Regions from separate parts of the Drosophila melanogaster genome. Here region 1 is linked to region 2. Evidence: chromatin contacts called from public Hi-C data. All regions are on one chromosome and are shown on one strand. The core of a region is the stretch at or near the end of the contact, and the rest is flanking DNA. Distances in the headings are between cores, read along the strand shown.

Region 1 (3,202 bases), core at 38-2,537, 63 kb before region 2:
AACCGACCAACCGACCAGCCGACAGACAGACGGACGGACAGTGAGCTACTAATAAAGCCAGGTGAACGCAGGTGGAGAGCTGGGTCGCCGGCCAAGGCAGACAAAAGGAAGCACAAATAATATAAATTAAATGTGGGGAAAGTTGGACCACGTCCGTTCGCCCCCTTCGTCGTGGCCCTCCACTCGAAAGAAAAGCAAGCTGAGTAATTATTTCCGGCAGAGCGGACTGGCCAGGAGGAAAATGCCGGAGCCGGGGAGTCCTTGCGGTTTGACTGCAACACATGGCCGGACACTTAAACCGAAGTGGAAGTGTGGCAAACGGGGTTGGAAAATCTATCTGGGCAATAATTTCGGTTGACATGCTTGCGGTAATTATTGACCATAATGACAAAACCGTATACGAATACGGCAAATGGAAGCCCCAAACCAATCCCGAAACCCTGACAAATTGCTTTAGTTTTTGGGGTCATCTGTGTGTGCCTGTGTCTGCTAATTGGATATTGGATTCGGGATCGGGATCGGGATAGGCATCGCCAACGCCATCGGCATTTGCATAAATTTAGTCCATCTCACCACTAAACAAATAAAAATTGTCAACGGCATCGCAATATAAACAAGCAATTCGCCAGCCATAACTTAAATCTATTTCTTGTTATTTGCACTGGACGCTCGAGATTTATGGACCACTTGCCTATTTATAGCGATGTTAATGAAACGGAGCTGTCGAACACAACACAGACCGAAAGTTTGTCCAAAAAATTAATTAATAATACTTTCCATTGCTTATTTTTGGATGGCTCTCTTAGCAATCTATGCTCATCCCAATATTCCACAATCTATTTTCTGATTTTTTTTTTTGTTGTTGTCTGATTTTGCCAAATTCATTTCAATGCCGGCTATTTCTGTTGCAATATGGCCCACATGTTGGACATTCGAGAGCAATAAATATTGAATGCGACCGGCAGAGTATCAGCTGGAATTTGACTTAAGTAACTCACTTACTTCGATGGCAATTGGCTGTAGTGATGTGAGGGAAACTTCCGTGGACTAGAACGATTCTTTTGTGTGACAAATTGGCCGGGTGATTGTGTTTAGCGCAGATCCAAGATTCGAGATCCCAGAAGACACACGACCGATGACGAGGAGCAGACCGCGGATCGCGTGAGTTGAACGACAAATGAATTTCACTTGATGGGTGAAGTGCGAGGTCAAATCTCTCTTGGATGCGGCATACCGAACGCACTCGCGAAAACACAGCTCGCAGATAAAGATACAGATACGCACAAGATGCGCTGCAGATACAATCAACAAACAATGGCCAAGGCAAATCACCAGCTCTTGGAAATTAACTTGGATTTTATGACATATTTAGAGTCGTAGGTAAATTTTATGCGTTTTGTTTAATTCTCTGCTTTATGGTGAGTAAATTCGTTGTTTTTTTAATGCTTTAATTTTTTACAAAATTTATTTCCAATTTCTTATCTATTTCGAGATCAGTTGGCACTTTAACTGCACTTCCTTACGCACTATGTGGCTAGAATTTCCACACTTTTAAGCTGGCACCGCAAGTGACATGATTTCCAAAAAAACTGCACTGGGCCACAAAAATATTATTTTATATATATTGCACTTTATATCCGCGTGTGGTTTTCTTTTCGGGCGTGTAAACGTGAAAATGCGAGTGGGCGGCGACGACGTAGCGGCGACGACGATGCGCGCGATTTTCTCGCGTTTGGCTGGCGGAACGTTCAAGATGGCACTGCCGGGCGATCCGCGCCGATCGACTTGACAGTCCATGGAGCCGCCCAGCGGACCCGTCGTTATTTATTCCGGAATATAAATTATAAGTATAAATAATATTTCGATGAATAAAACTTATGCATGTTCTATGTATCTTCTATTCAGTATTTAATTGAATTTGCCGGCGGCGATGTTCAGGTTGCCGCTGTATGTGAAAACTGCTTGTGTTGACCATAATTTAAATCAAAACACAAATTAATTTGACGCTCAGCTCTCGCTGCACTTGCTGCTCTGTTTAGTACCCCCAAAGTTTGTATGGGGGAAAACTGGTCGGCAAGTGTCCACCGCACTGAGAGGAAAAGCGTCGATGAGTGGGCGTCATCGGAAAATCAGAGTGAAGAGCCGCATCTCTTGGCTTCTCCGATCGATTTGCTGCTTTTACGAGCTGTCCGAGCAGAACCAAACAAAACCATAATAGAACATCTGTTCTTCTGTTATTTACGTGTTTTCCCAATTTCCTCCGATGGTCCCACAATGCCAGCCAGCTAGGTGAGTTTCCTGCTATTATTTGTATTTTTCCGTGACATTTTGTCAGGCGGATTAGTTTGGCCGTTAGTTTGACAGGCTCTATAAGTAGACACTCAAGTGGGTGGCAATCTAATTTGGCTGCGCTGCTCGAACAATTTGAATATTGCTCGGGGGATTAATGGGTGTGGATATGACCCATTTGGATTGCACTCCATAAACTAATCGAGCTAAGATAGCTGGGGCTATTTTTCATGGAGAGTGCCAATGTATGACATTTAAAAATTGAACTATATAATACATTTTTAAGAACTTAAATGCACTTAAATAAATTAAGTTTTTCCCACAGAAATCTTGGAGATTTTTCGCTTGTTTTTCGTCGATCATTCATCTTGCAACTTTGTCAAGTTCATTCCCTCTTTTCATTTCTATCTATACCCATAAATCAGAACAAAAGGTCTTATTTTATCGCACAGACATTGGCATGGTTAGCGGTGCGAAAAAGGCTAAAATTAAATGACATCGCTAATTATTCAAGGCACTCGCCTGGCGTTTAATGTCAATGGCTGTGAGTTCCATAATCTTCTTATTATTGCAATTTTACTTGCAGCTAAGGGAAGGGGACTTTGCGAATATTTAAGAGGCTGAAAATTGGAAAAACAGAAAAAAAAATAGCTGTTGGCCTTACTTATTTTATTTACTCCCTTTTTTTGGCTTTTCGGTCAAATTCGACAGTCAACGCAAGGAACTTAGAAACTTTGAAAAGTTACGACTATGTAAGTTTCTTGGATTCATTCATTGTCACATTAATACATATTTATTCAAAAATCAAAAAACAATATTTTTGTTGCACATTTTAAGTCATTTTCATTCGAATCTATGATAATGATGATGAAAATGTATGATACATTCTTATTTGTTGTTCTTACTAAACTTG
Region 2 (3,025 bases), core at 500-2,999:
TTCTGATCGCTCACTGTCTATCTCTGTCACTCATTGGCCGTCTCTCTCTTTTCACCGTTCATGCGACCTTAGTTTTTCCATGGAATGTAGTTCAGATGCGGGTTTTTAGGCTCTTAGGATATATATATCATATAGACTTATATATAGAATATATTGAATTTGTAAAGAATTATATTCAAAATACGTATAAGTAAAGAACTCTTTTAAAAATTCACTAATTTAGGGAAATATGATGGAGGAAAACTACTTGTATCCTTCCAAGCGCTGCCTTTTCCATCCATAAGCCCCCATTTGTGTTTGATTTCCGATTGAACATCGCACACATATTTCTCACGCCTCGCTGGTCACTTTGTACCGCGTTTTGTTGATTTGTTGGCGGTGGAAATATTTCGGCTTCGCATAGTTTTAGTCACCCACATGCACAAAACACCGCATCTATTCACCGCATTGTGTGCGTATAGCTTTCTATTTCAACTACTAGTTTTTCCCGTTTTTTTTTTGCCTGGTTTTTGTGAATTTAATAAAAACTTACCATTGCGATTCTCGCTATCGGCGGGCTTCATTTGAATGGGATGGTACATCTGAAATAAAACGAAACGAAGAGCAAATTTAATGAGAGTTTAAATTGAAAACTAATTGGTTTGGTTTTGGAAAAGTCCTTGACACAGTTGGTGGCATTAGTAGATGAATTCATTTTTGATGGCTGCCGAAATAAATTTATTCTTTTATATTAGGGTATGTTTAAATAATGTGAGCTCCATGGTATTAGTATGAATTCTTATATTGTACAAATTCCTTCTATCACCAAAAGTCTCGTATTCTTGCTTGTTTTAATCCTACCCTTTACTCTCGTTAAAATCAAATCCGGACTGTGTTAATCACATTTGAAATATTAGAGCGCAATATGCTCCGTGCTTCCGGTCGAAAGAGAGAAGGCCGCGATTAATTTACAGAGCTTAGGGCCAAAATGCAGTCGCCAAAAACGGCGACAAGGGATTGCCGTTGGTGCAATAGGGGAATAGGGGGAAATCGGGCGAAAGAGCCCATTCCTCCTTTCCGCAGGGCCACCACCACCATCATCCACTTAAGCTGCATAATGAATGGAATGCAGGGCAAAGGCAGAAAGGAGCCTCGCGCAGGACACGGAACAAAGCCTCCGCCTAAATCCTTGACAAAAGCCAAACACATTTATTCAGCGTTCGCTAAAAAGGACACGGGCGGTGTGTAAAATGTTAACGGGGTCTGCAGCAAAAATCCTAAAATATGCGTTAGACTTTGCAGCGTGTTTTAAATGTAATTTTTCGCACACACACACAAACACACCTCGTAGCGTCTTCTAATTAAAACAAGCTTAAAGTTCGCACCACGCCCCATTCCACGGTAAAAGAGACCGCGTATCGGGCACGAGGTCAGTCTGCCTTCTGTCCTTAGAGATGGCATCGTGATTTGGGGCAAACAGGAAATGCCATGGCATACAGTGTCATCCAAGTTTTGCGATTTAATTGCTTGCTAGTATCTATTGGACGAAGCTATTTCCTAAAGTTGGACTGGTCGAAACTACTACTATAGTTACTGAAAATACATTTTATTAACCTATCACGCGTGTCACGTCCTCACCTCCGCGTGAAACTACAGCTTGGCTAATGGCGCGTGATTTATTGGCAAACGGGCGGCGAACAAACGACGACAGTCTACGCTAGAAGGCAATGTCCTTGTACTTCCCTCGGGCGCTGCCCTCTGCCACCATTCCGTCTTTCCTGCTTTCATGGCCCAACCTCTGCTAGCCGTAAATAATACACGCAACGCGACTGGTTACAAATTGCAGCCAAAGTCAACCCGGCTCTCCGTCACCGCCACCGCCACCGCCACCTTCTGCCTTTCTTATTCAGCCAATTTATTTATATGCAGGAAGTAGCAATTACCAGTCAAACACAGGCGGCATTCACGCCCCCACCAGGAGAAGCCGAGTTTCGAAGGTGGAAGTCGTTTCCTCGCCTTGTCAACCAGCTTTCGTGGTTGGCTTTTTCCTGCCACCAAGTAATTGGTTGAAATATCGCAAGCAACTGTTTTCTATTGGGGCAATTATCGGCCGGTGTGCACACTTGATCTGCGAAATGTGGATCATCAAATGCAGCACTGCGATAAGTTATCGATATGGGAGGTAATTGCAAGTTAATCGATTGACATTATAACGATATAGAATTCAAAAGCTCGAAGCAATCGGTCACAAACTAAAAGTCAACGATTAAATAAAATTTTAAATAATTCTTTTAACGTTTACCAGCAATCAACATGAATTTTCCCCCCATTCGATAACAATCGCAATTGTGCAAGAAAATTACAAGGCAACGTCAAAGCCTGTCAGCGGAGCTGCCAAAAGCAGTGGCAACAACGATGGGAATCATATGCAGCACGCACATGTCCCGTTCTACGCCCTTTTAGCCGTCATCGCCACAAATGTGTGGCATAGCAATTTTCTAAAATAAATATCGCAGCTGCAGCCACGAAGCTACATGCAAATTATGTCAGTTTCTCTTTTTGGGAGCCGATAACGTGATGACATAAGCATTGTCCATAGGAAGCTTTTCCGCTTTTTCTCCCAATCCTGCTTGCTTTTTCGCAGCCAACACATGGCTTTCAAATAATAATAATATTCAATGCTTATTTGATGGCGCTACAAAAGCAGAAAAAAAGGGTACAGCGCACGAACAAAAAGTGAAGGGAACCCCAAATAAAAAGCAACATTGCCAAATGTCGCTCGCTTTTGCTGACGTTGCTCGCTATCTCCTGACCCCTCCCCGCAACACCCATACCCCTTCGCGTAGCCATACCCATACCACTATATCTTTTCCCTTTGCACTTGTGCTGACAACTTTTCCAGAACTCTGCTTGCTTTTCCGCTTTTCAGCTGCTTCTGGTCCAAAGTGCAAATTGACATTTTTGTGCCTGCGGTTTGGCTTGCTCTCTTACCGCCAGAAAAATTACGGAATAATGATCGACCTATTCTATATCCTTGCAAGGACTC

The links. A called contact is a pair of places that touch in the nucleus more often than the background predicts.
Region 1: a contact with region 2 is called in a Hi-C map of the Kc167 cell line, with 1.6 times the contacts expected there. A contact is called at or near these places in 23 of 107 Hi-C or Micro-C datasets (the D17-c3 cell line, the Kc167 cell line, the ML-DmBG3-c2 cell line and 11 more).

The regions. Positions count from the first base shown.
Region 1 is chr2L:12,342,351-12,345,552 of dm6, reverse strand. CG43813 reads left to right here and starts at 1,287. Exons shown (of 2, transcript NM_001273480.1): 1 at 1,287-1,418; 2 at 1,498-1,910. The coding sequence starts at 1,676. The coding sequence ends at 1,789. It overlaps bru2 (bruno 2), which reads right to left and starts at 1,334. Exons shown (of 9, transcript NM_176025.3): 1 at 1,003-1,334.
Region 2 is chr2L:12,280,070-12,283,094 of dm6, reverse strand. It overlaps bru1 (bruno 1), which reads right to left. Exons shown (of 9, transcript NM_001273478.1): 4 at 533-581. Among named protein-coding and RNA genes, the nearest start is that of lncRNA:CR45282, 35 kb to the left of the region's middle.